Linked DNA regions of Mus musculus: region 2 is linked to region 1. Evidence: chromatin contacts called from public promoter capture Hi-C data. All regions are on one chromosome and are shown on one strand. Each heading gives the region's core, a stretch centred on a gene start, on an enhancer-like site or on the middle of the called end of the contact. The rest is flanking DNA. Distances are from core to core; before and after follow the strand shown. Region 1 holds the start of Crtac1 (cartilage acidic protein 1). Region 2 overlaps Hpse2 (heparanase 2).

Region 1 (5,842 bases), core at 2,899-5,398:
GGTGAGCAAGGATTTGTCAGCACTCTTAAATCACTGGGCTCTGAGGAAGGCTTCTCCCAGCAGAAAGATCCTTCCTCAGGAATCAATAGCTCAGGGCCTTCCATCACATTCAAAATTATCCTGGGACCTGTAAAATTTCTTTTCCCCGAGCATGGCAGAACCCCAAAGTGAAAATCCAGCAGTGGGCCAGAGAGAGACCTGCCAGTCAGACTTTGCTCATCAGTCCTGATGCCACCATGACCAGAAGCTGATGTGCAAACCTCAACACTTGGCCTTAGCTGCAGAGGAAAAGATCCCACAGTGTTCCCAGTGATCCAGCACTAATAGCTCCTTCCAAATGACTAGCTCTTCGCATCGCACCTAAAGAGAAGAATCCCAAAGACCATCTTCCCCCATCTTTGCTCACCTACCCTCACAGGAAGATCCTATACTCTTCTTATACTGAATGTAATTATACTCCTCTGATCTTACGTAGAATCAGATCAAGACCGAGAAGTTAAATAGGCTGACGTGGATCTCAAACACAGTTCTCGGAATCGCACTTAAGGAAAGGAGCTATGGCTCTCTGGTGGCCTATATCCTCACCTCCCTTCTTTCTTATGGATGAAGACCCATCTTGTCAGTGAGACTGAAGAGCTGAACAATCTTGAGCATTTTCCTTGGCAATAAGCACCCACTGGGTGACCTTCAAGGGCAGGGGAGGATTTTACTTCTCAGAATTCCAGATTGGCACCAGGGTTCCTAATGAAGAAAGGCCACCAAATCTGCTAAAGTTCCAAGAAGAACCAACCCCAAGGAAGTGCATACGGTACGTAAAGAAACTGGGTGATAGTGGAAAACAGAGTTACCCATGGACCCACCAGACCAGCAGAACAGAAGGACATCAGAAATGAGAGCATCTTCTAGGTGCCCCAGATGCCAGAAGAGAAGGGATTGTTTGAGACCACAGCCTCTACTACGGTGACCTTGAGCTGAGAGCGGCAAGGATGAAGGACATCGGGGAAACACTCTTCGGGAATTTTTTTTAGTTCACCTGGGATCTGAGTTTGAGGGGGTCCCACCAGCAGAGGTGTGACTGCAGGACAGAGAGACTGTTCCAGCATGCCTTAGAGGATGTCTAGGCCTCGCCTTAGGTTCTAAGACTATCTGGTGAGGGCCTGCGCATTTCTGATTCCATTGCACGGAGTTGCACAGCTTTTGCCTAAAGATCATTTAGAGCAATAAGACAAGACAGTGGAGGGAGGAGAGAGGATAACTTGGAATTTTACAGCCCGTGTATGTTCATTATGAGAGCTTTATCTGCCCTTGTCTTCTTGCAAAGAAAATTTCCCTAAATTTACTAAAGCTATTAGTATACTCAAGTCTGGCCAGTCAGTAATTACCAGTGCCTACTGCGTAGAAACATATGTCCATTTTCACAGCACAGAAGAAGCAGGTCACTGGAGTGGAGAAAGCTCCAAACAGGGAACTGGGAATCCTGGGGCTTGGCCCCATCTCTTCTACCAAACAGCCATGTGACCTTGGGCAAGATACTACTTTTACTTCAGCTGAATTTTTTTGTAAATACATTGTACAGGGGAATGTTGGGAACGGGGTGAGGTGGACCAGATACTCCCCAGTGCTCCTCTCTTCTTTTTTCTAGTCTTAAATATTCTTAGGTTCCAAGAATTCAAAGAATACACAGATACCAAGCAAAAAAACAATGATCTCAGAGAGCAAGCGGGGCTATGTATCGGCTCTGCCTCCCCGGAATATTCTGCCATCCCACTGCTTCTGAAGTCCTAGGACCACCTGAAGTCACAGGACATGTGGTGGAAGGGTCCCAGTCCCAGTGTCCTCAATCACAATGGATGATTGTTGAGGGGTTGGTAGCCTGAGCTTTCTTAAAGCATTAAGTTACTATGGCCAGTGAAGGGTAAGAAACAAGTCACTAGTCCTGAGCTAGGTGGTTTTGGTGCCCCCTACTGGTCACCAAGGAGCCCGCTCCACCTCCAAGCTTCCACTGATTGGAAGGAGGCAGGAGAGCTTGAGGACCAACTCAGGTGGTCACAACCTGTTTAACAGAAGAATTTCCTGGTCGTTGGCCTAGTCTCTCTAAGAATCTGTGTTTCAGTCTCGGCATTACATAGGCCATTGGTCTACTCATTCACAGGGCTCCTCCATGCAACCATAGGATACCTTAACCAAACACCCTGGTGCCAAAGAATAAGCACCAGGGTTCAGAAGGCCAGGTGTAGTCCAGACAGAGAAAGGAAGACAGAGCAGCAAGCAGGTATATCACTGCACACATCCCTAATGGAAAGAAGGTCTTGGGAAATGCAGCAAGAAATGTTGACTGCAAGCAAACAGGGAATGGGGGTGGGGTGGGCATGGATTGGTAAACCCACACACACACACATAAAATCATTAGCCTAACGCAGGTATCCAAGGAGTTTGAACACATGCCCATTGGTAGGGTTGTACTACGGTGAATGGCTCAACCCCAACCCATCAGCTACAAGAGCAGAAGCCACCGGCAGCCTTCAACCTTCTCCAGAATCTATCAGCACCAACTGGAGACCAAAGTGTTCTAATCTAGTCCAGCACCAAGAACTAAACTCCCTTCCTTGCCTACCAAATTGACTTTAGAACCTGCCTCCAGAAGAGGCTTTTTAACCAAGACAGGAAAGAGAGAGGGGGAAAAAACGCCTCCTTGAAGACCATATTGGGCCAACTGTTCATATTCCCATTTTTCCACCCTCCACGTCTCTGTCTCAATACCCAAGTGTGAGGAACTGTTCAAGTCTCTGGATCTGCTTTAATTCAACGTGGGTACTTCCTGTCCCAAGTTATCATGGTTTCAAATCTCCCCTGATAGCTTTTCCCCAGGAGTTCTTCCCAGGTTCAACACAGCATCAAACCGCTGTCCTCTACTCTGGGAACCTTCTTGCTTTCTTTTCCAACTGGCTTCATTTTTCGAAGTCTTGCACCCATCCCAGAAGGTACCTCAAGTGCAACTCATGAACGCTTCCAGGAGGACGGATGAGATGTACAGATGTCACGGTAGGTGAACCCACCCAATAGCAATAGTAATCATTAGTCATTCAAGAAGGAACCCCCCACCCCCACCCCTAGGGAGGCTCCCATCCCAGCTGGGATGACTTTGGATTCTTTAGTTGGTTTCTGCAGAAGCGGGACTAACCAGGGCTCCCAACTACTGTACTGCAAAAGAATCACGCTGCATTGCTGGGCATGCCCCCAAGCCTGCCTGCTGCCCCACCAAAACCTTTATCTGATTCCATAAGATCAAGGGGGGGGGGGACCCCATGGTTCCCCTAGAATGCCAGAAAAGAGCTTGCCTGAAACATCCTTAGCTAGAAAGCCAGACCACACCTCGGTCCAGCAAAAGGCGGCTGGCAGCTACGCTGTGTACCGGGCTGGCTCCGGGAGCACTCTGCCACTCAGCGCTGTGCAAGGGGAGACAGCTCGGCTTCCCGGGAGAAGAGCTATGCCCCGGGGGATCTTCCCCAACCTGGAAGCGTTGGCAGTCGGCCGAGGATGGTAGCTTAGTCGTCCCCAAACTGAGCCCGCCAGCTGGGTGACTCCCCGGGTACCCTCAGCACAGCCTTCACCTGCTCCGCCCCCTACTAGCCCCATTGCCCCCTTCTCAAACCGCTGACCTCCATCCTCTGTGCCACTAACACGTTCTCTGCCAACTGTGGGCTGTCACCCCCACACCTCGGCTCCCATCTCTTCCACCACCTCCAGCCTGGCGCCCGCCTTGCCCCCAGCCCGCGGGGAGGATCTGCGCGCCAATAGAGTCCAGCGCCTCTTGGCAAGTTGGGAGCAGCGTCGCCGCCTTCGCAGTCCCGATCTTCCCAGGTCCCCAGCTGCATCCCCGCCACCCCTGGGGGCGTGCGGGGAGGGGTGCGCTAGGCTGGCGAAACTTTCTCCGCCGGAAGGGGTGGGGGCTCCAGGAGCGGATACTCACGCCCGGGTCAGCGCTCGGAGCCATCCTCTGGCTCTCTCAGCCCCACCGCTTGGGGGCGTCGGAGCGCGGGCGCTCGATGCTGCCTCTGCCGCTGGCGCCGCCGCCTTGCAGCGCCCAGCCCTGGTCCCGGGCTGGCCTCGAGCCTCCCGCCCCGACGCCGCGCGCTCGCTTTATACAACTCCACTCGAGCGCGCCCGGGCTTATGTAAAGGCTGGCGGAGGCCCGCAGCCAATGGCGCGGCAGCTGGAGCCGGGGCCCAAGCTTGGGGGGCGCACGCGCGGCCAATCGCGGCCCGGGGAGCCCGAGGAGCCGGGTGGGGGAAGGGGCGCCTCCCCGCGCTGATTTAGGAGCCGGGATTGCGGTGGCAGCAGCCGGCAGCCAGGCTGGCCCGGCGCGGCGGGCATTGGGGTGGGCGGCGGCGCGGGCGGCGGCGAGGGCGGGTGCCCCCCGTGCTCTGCCGCGCCCCGCCGCCGCGCCGCGTAACCTTCAGGAGGCAGCGGGGCCTGGCGAGTGGGGAGAGGGCGCCTTGAGGGACGCTGGGGACCGGGCGGGCGGGAAGCGGATGTCCCCGGGGGGGGGGGGAGCGCGGGGAAGGCAGTGCAAGGGGGGGAAGGGAGGCCGGCGAGCCCCAGGACCCCGCAGCCACGCGGAGCGCAGGGCGGGGGGTAGCGGCCGCGCTGCTGTCTTTCTGCCTCCCAGATAGCGATCTGGCGGCTCCCAGGCCCGGCCAGAGCGGCCGCGCGAGCCACGCCGATGGCGAGATTTCTCGCTGGGGAGCGAGCTCCGAGTCGATCTTTATCCAGCCTAGGGACGTGTCCGAGCGCCTCCGGGGGACTGCTCAGTATGGGGAACAGAGCTTCACCACGGTCCCAGAGGGCGGGGAGCAGGCGAGCGCAGCTCGGCGGTCAGGCGCGGCGGCCCAGGCAACTGCGGGCAGAGTCTGCTTTCCCACATCCGCGCCCTCCGCCCCCGCAGGCAGAGTCCTCACCGTACCTAGCCCCCTCTCCAGCAACACCCACCAGGGCTGAGCCTGGCCCACCTGCTCAGGGCGTCTGCATCTTTTGCCCACACGGAGTACTACCGCTTGCTCTTTCTCCGTTGTCACCAGCTGGCACAGCTGGGTGCAATGGCTTTGGTCTCTCTGGCCCAAGGGTAGTGGTGGGAGAGCAACTAACATGGAGATGACTTCGTTAGTAGCTCCCCATATACCTGTGTTTGGGGCAGGTAACTTGCTAAGGTCCACATCAATGGACCTTTTGCATCTACAATAGAACCAGGCTTATAATAGGTGCTCAGCAAGTAGTGAATTTTGACCTTTCATGAATAAGACCGGTGGATTTCTGAAAGCCAGACCCGAGGCCTCGGAGAAGGATATGGGACTCTTTGCTCAGCTCCAAAGGCTTTGCGATCACTACTCACTAACTAGCTTGGCGTCTGTATGTTTGACGCTTAAAAAGACTTGGATGAAGGTTCTGCTATAGAGTTCCCTGTCAACCAGTTCCTAGCTGGACCTGGTTATCTCCCAGTACTGATTAGAACTGTCAGCCCCGTTTGTGCTCTTCTCTTAAAAGCAGAAGCTAAGCGTAGGCAGAGTCCATCTCTTGGGCCGCCAAGGAGCTCCTCAGCGGTGAGGAACCATTGAGAATCTGGCGAAAGTCACTGGCGTCTCTTTCTGGAAAAACTGGCCAACGTTTACCCATAAGTGACTTTCGAGTATAATTTCAGGATCATTAGGAATCCCGAGACTCTGGGTGCTCGACCCAATATCAACCTGTTTCTTCAGGGTTCCAGGCCAGTGGTTTGTAATCAACCTCTCTCTAGGGGTCGGAGACTGTTCTGTACCCTGTGAGAATCTGAATGGATGTGTGGATG
Region 2 (5,987 bases), core at 1,543-4,042, 360 kb after region 1:
AAGGAAAGAAAGAAGGAAAAGAAGAGAGAAGAAAGGAAAAGAAAAGAAAAGAAAAGAAAAGAAAAGAAAAGAAAAGAAAAGAAGAAAGAAAAATGAAGAGTAGAGATCTGTATGGAGGTCTCCTGGCTTTGTGGGCGAGGCTGTTTGAGACCTTGAGTCCTCACAGTCTTTATCCTTTTCCTCTGTTAAGAGAGGGACAATGTGCTTTAGCACCGCTTTTGTCCTCTTCTCTCTGCTTATGTTTGTTTGTTTGTTTTTAATATTTATCACCCAGTGAAATCACATCATGCTAAAGGCAACACCGTCCTTCAGCTGTATACAGAGAGGAATCGGCACGTTTGCAATCCAATCAGTGCTGAAAGAAAGGGTCATGGATTGTGAAACACTTTGGTGTGAAAGGCAGGATTCTTGGATTTGCTTTGCCTGGGCTCATTCAATCCAGGCATGCAGCAGCCTTGTGTTCCACATGAACAAAGTCTAGAGGGCCTAAAACTTATCTGAGTCACAGAGCCAGGAAGAGGCAGGCCTGGTACGTGCAGGGATTCCCTTCGTGACAGGGCTAAAGCCCCCGTGCAATATGAAAACTTTGTTATTTTTGTAACAGCACACTGAGACCTGGTCAGAGAGGTTAAGTGGCATCGGCAGGGTCACAGAACTAATAAGCAGGTAAGCCAGGGCTGTCGCTGACTGCCTCCTCCTATTTCATGTTGTCTGCCTGAGTTTCGGGTGGTGCTCGCCAGATCTCATTTCTTTCTTTGCCGTTCTTATCATCCTGTCTTTATCACCATCTTCCTCCATGGGTCATGACTTTTCAACAGAACACTAAGTGGCCCAGCCAAAGCTGAGCTATCTCTCTTAGATTCCCAGTTTCCGTGAATTGCCGAGGGTATCTAAACTATCCAAATATTGGGACAACTGTGTTTTATTGCCTTTTGTTTTTACAGAGTTTGAGTTACTTTCCAATTTCTAAACCTGTTTTCTCAGTTTTATGTGTTAATTGAAATGGGATTCTATGTGTCAATTCAGAGTCAAGCCCTCTGACCCTCCAGTTCTTCGTGGGAGCATCGTGGCCCGGCCACTCCACCCCCATTGCTTGCCTGCAATGTCTGCTCCTCACGTCTTATGGTTCTCAGTAGTCATGAGCGTCTAAGTAGGGGTCTGACTCTTCTTAGGTCCCAGGATAGAACGTCTAACGACCGTATCCTTTTGCAACCTTGTCTCTCTCTGTGTCTGCGCATGCTTTTATGGGGTTGTTTTTAACAGAAGCACACTCCGGAGCTGGTGTCTGGTTTTGACTGGCATTTTGGGGGGCCTTGAAGGGAAGATGAAAAAGACCTCAGATCTACCTTAGACACTGAGTTTAGGTTTCTCCAGAGGATGGAGTAACAGATAGATCGGATGAACCTGAGGTCTCCTTTGTCCTGTTTGTCAGCCAGGCTGCCCAGACCTAACAGCTAGCCTAAGGCAAAGTTCACTATTTAATTTAGAATGATCCTGAACAAACAGAAATCTGAGCGTGCCATTCACCTGTCTAAACGTTCACTGGCTTCTAGAACATCATCTGCATTCCCCGAAGCCCGCCCTTTTATCAACACCTCCAGCTCCTTAGAGGCTCATTCTAACTTCCGCCCTTTCTAGTCCCTGTCTACCACTTCCTTCGCCCTGTGCTGCAACTTCTCTGGTTAGTTTTTCTAATCTCAGGGCTCTTCTGTCTTTGCTGTTTCCATTGTCTGGAACTTCCTCCACATGCTGCTGTGTCTTCTTTAAAGACTGATTTTCAATTTTTGCGTGCATGGAGGGGGTGATATTTACACACTAATGCAGCCCCTATGGAGGCCAGAAGAGGGCATTGGAGTCCCCGGAGCCAGGGCTACAGGAGATTGGAAACTACTCAGCGTGCGTGCTGGGAATCAAACTGGGTCCTCTGCAAGAACAGAACCTGTTCTTAACTGCTGAATTCTCTCTCCAGCCCCTGACTCTTTTCTTGATGGTCTTGCTTGTTCTTTATATCATGTACAAGTGCCCCTCGAAAGTGTCCCATAATTCCTTGCACTTCTTGGGCCTGGACTTGGATTGTAAAATTCTGTCTGCTTGTCCTCACCCCTGATAGGAGGGCTGATGACCATCACGTTCTTTATTCTCTTATCTATCCACATCTGATACAGCTTATATTACAAGAAACATTAAAGTCAGAACTACAATTGAGAAGGGGGGACAACAGACCGCAAGTCCAGAAGCTGAATTCTGTCTAGATTTCAGACATTAAACGTGTCGGTCTAGATAGGTTTCCGGTCACTTCCCGTAGGCTTCTAGATTGTAAATAATGCGACTGACAGCAAGAGAGGAGTAGGGTCAGGAGACAGAACAAATAAGAATTTTATGTGTTAATGTGCACAGTTGCTCTCTCCTAGCCCGACGCTAATTTTCGGCCACTAGGGGGCACTCTTGTTCTATACAACAGCGAGGGGAGCGTCAGACTGCAGGGTTGCTCCCAGGAAGCCGAACTAGTCCTCTAGTCCCTGCTGTCCTCACCCCATCTCCCCAAGGCCGGGAGGTGTACCTAGCGCTTAGTGTGTCAAAGAAACAAATCTTAGTATCAATCAAACCCAAACCCAAACTGCACTGTGGCCCCCTTGGCAGGGGCTCCGTCTGGAGTGGGGCCCAATTTTAAGGAAGAGCGCGAAGCAGGGATGCAGTTCCTGGGCGGTGAGAGCTTCCCAGCCGGATTGCCTAGGGGGATCCCGCCGCAGGTGCGGAGTCGCTGGCCCCGGCGCCAGGCTCTCCCGGGTTCTGGGTCCCCCGCCGCCCCCGGCCGCACCTGTTAGTGCAGCTTCCTGAGCTGGGCTGGGAAACTGGTGTGTGCAGCTGCCCTGCCCTCCTCCAGGTCAGGCCCAGGTTAGAGTCGGAGGGGCCCAGCCAGGTTTCAGGACCGTGGGTTTGCGTCCCTTCTGCTCTAGGAGAGGCAGAGGAAAGGAAATTCCTTTCACATGGCCCTGAGTAATGCCGATGCATCGGTGATGGTGGCCAAGGCTTCATGAGTTTTCTTATGATTCTTTTGATTCAGGCAAGGCTCTGGATCCCCTCGGAGCGCTCCTATTTCTCAATGATCTTTTTTTCAATTGCGACCTAACGCTTCCTTCCCTAGGCTCCCTTCCTTTCTTCATCCTCAGTAGTTCGTACTTAGCTGTCTGGCTTTTTCCTCCCACAGCAGTTCAGGAACGGGACTGGCTGGGCTGCTACAGAGAGGAGACCAGAAGAGACAGGAAAGACTGGGAAGAAAACGTCCCGTCCCGTTCCCCTCAATCCTCTGGGGTGAAGCTTTACTGCTTGAAGCTCATCCAACTCTGCATCCTGCCCATGAAGGGCACACCGAGGGTCTGAACGGCTTTGATCTAGCTTTTCCAAATGCCTACTAGCACTGTTTCACGTGGCACAGGGGAAGCTCACAGGTTCAGTGCCAGGGATATAGATGGACTTTTTCTGTATGTAGCAGATTGGGGGGGGCATGATTTGAATGGTGTCCCATCTAAATCTGCACAACCGGATTCCACCATGTGCATCCAATGCCTTAAAATAACTTAGCACACATGGCAGACAAGATGAGCACCCAGCTAAGGAACCTAGATTTTTACTGATATTGCTGACTTCCACCTGGTGAGAGACTCATCTGGGGGGCAGTTTTAAAAGAAAATTTAATCCTGCAACCATCTCAAAGCTCCATGTCATAGGCATATCACACTCAAACCACAGGACACAATTGAAACCAGAAACAGAAACTACAGCGCCATGACTCCACAGCTAACTGTGTCTTATTCTCATTGTAAAGAGCAGTTGCCACAGTCACCAAGTGGTAATTAAGGGGAATTACTCATATCTGCATGGTTCGCTGTGATGTAAAGTTAATTACAACAGACTTAGGCTTTGCCCACCAAGCCAAAAAAGTCACTAGAGCATGCAAATGTGTGGCCAAACACACTGTAATAAACACATTATATAGAAAAACACAAATCGAAGGAAAATCAAATTTAGCCCGGATTTCAACAGTTTCTGTGGTCTAGTGCTAGTGTATCTTTGTGGCCTTTCTCCTCACCCCACAGGCGTCCCATATTCTAGTCCTTTGTGAGATTTGCCACCTCCAGGGCAAAATGAGCCTTGAACTTGTGTACTTCCAAACCTCTGTAAGCTTATCTTGCAGCCTCAAATGGCCTCCCATACTACAAGCCTTTCCTCGAAGCATGGCTTTCTGGGTAAACATAGTGGCTTTAGACTTTTCCAGATCCCAAGCCAGAGCTCTCTCCTTTCCTCCGGCTTCCAGGCTCCTGTGTTGTTCTTAGAGTCCTTTCTGTCTCAGAGGTAATGCATCCGTTGTGGAGACCGAGGCATCTTTCCCCAGCCCTACTTGTGTGAAGCAGGTAGAGGCAGTGTGGGGCAAGAAAATTCCCTGTATGGCAGAGTGCAAGTAGTGTGGAGAGTTTTTCCAAATATAAGTATAAGTTAATCTATAAGCCACACTTGAAGTAGGCTGATGACTTTATGGTCATGGCTCCCTGGATACTTCTTGAAATCCATTAAAGCAAGTAGAGAAATATCTCCATTTTATTGGCTTTTGACAGTGCTCTGTGTATCACATCAGCACTCTGTATGACCTTCTGAGGAAAAAGAATAAGATGTTCTATAGATGTCAAAGGGCAATATGTGCCATAACTCTCAGCCATTCAGGTAAACAGAAGCATGGAAGGTGTGGTCTTCAGTGGTTGCTGGTGTTTGGCAGCCAGGAGACAGGTTTGTGCTGTAGGCTCTGTAGGTGGAATAGACCACCTCTTGACTCCAAGAAACATGGGTTCAGGACTCAAGCCCATCAGCAGGAATGAACAGGAGTAGAACTTGTCACCTCCTAAAGGTGACACATTTACATCACCAAACCACAAAGAAGACGAGGGCTGGCTCTTCTCAGTCTATCATGAACCACCTACATACTTAGCTTTCCTGCCCTTAGTTTTCGAGCCAGCCATTCAGGGCCATGTTGGCCACACCATGAAAAAACCATCCTACGGGAAGGACAGAAATCCCTGCCACGTCAGTGTGAGGGGACAGGCCCGAGCCATGATGGGCAGCTATGCAGAAAGTCTGCAGCTGTTGAAAGTGAGCTGGAAGGAAGTACACTCTGGAGCTAAGAACAAACGGGAGGCTCTCAGAAAGCAACAGTGAAAACCGTGGATCCGCAAACATCTTGGTTTAAGATGTCAAGTCACTGTAAAATAGAAAAATCATTTCATAATCCTATAATCTGCACATTACTAATCTGGGATTTAAAACAAAGCAAACAATAAAGCTTTGAGAGGCCAGCTCTCAGCCTTTTACTCAGGCATGAGAATTCCCACAGGCTTAGGGCACGTTCACACCTTTGGCAAAATGGCCTGGTGCCTGGATGGGGAAATCAAAGATGTGAATCATCTGGGACCCGTGTTCCAGGGTTTATGGAAGGCCAATCCTTCCCAACTTTGGTCACATATTTGAATCACCTAGGGAGCTTTAAGAATTGCTTCAGCCCAGAGATTTGGGTTAATTGCTCTGGGGTGTGGTGTGGGCACTGGGGTTTGAAAGCCAATAGCTGTTCAAAGTGCAGCCAGGGTGAAGCAGCACCAGGGTGAGAAGGGATGGAGACATTTGCAGCTGGGGTGAGGGGAATCAAGTAACCCTCTGGCTGTCACCGTCTGAGTTTACTTTGGATAAAAGGTGCCTTCTTGACTCTTTTGCAATGCCATGAAAGGAGGCCATGGTTTTTAACCCAGGATACATGAATTCTTCTAAAAGGAAATATTTTGGTGAATAAACTTTAGTGGACATTTCTGCCCTTTCAACCAAAGCTGCCCCACACATGTACACTGTGTGGTGAGTGAGCTCTTAGTACCAGGGAAGTTGTGGATAAGTACTTAACACACGGGGCGCGCGCGCGCGTGTGTGTGTGTGTGTGTGTGTGTGTGTGT

What was found. Promoter capture Hi-C pulls out the DNA fragments that hold promoters and counts their contacts.
Region 2: a promoter capture Hi-C map of hippocampal neurons shows a contact between it and region 1, with 2.6 times the contacts expected there. The contact joins the enhancer-like site here to the promoter of Crtac1 in region 1. A contact is called at or near these places in 4 of 39 promoter capture datasets (the C10 cell line, hippocampal neurons and liver), 1 of 484 Hi-C or Micro-C datasets (embryonic stem cells) and 1 of 115 datasets of contacts at active chromatin or transcription factors (pancreatic cancer cells).

Annotation. Positions count from the first base shown.
Region 1 is chr19:42,427,640-42,433,481 of GRCm38.p6, forward strand. It overlaps Crtac1 (cartilage acidic protein 1), which reads right to left and starts at 4,149. Exons shown (of 15, transcript NM_145123.5): 1 at 3,971-4,149. The coding sequence starts at 3,994.
Region 2 is chr19:42,792,644-42,798,630 of GRCm38.p6, forward strand. All of the region lies in intron 11 of Hpse2 (heparanase 2), which reads right to left. Among named protein-coding and RNA genes, the nearest start is that of Hps1, 16 kb to the left of the region's middle. Within about 2 kb of position 2,793, at least 57 of the 459 cell types and tissues checked have an H3K27ac peak or open chromatin away from gene starts, as enhancers often do. A contact at or near this core is called in hippocampal neurons, where this site is marked.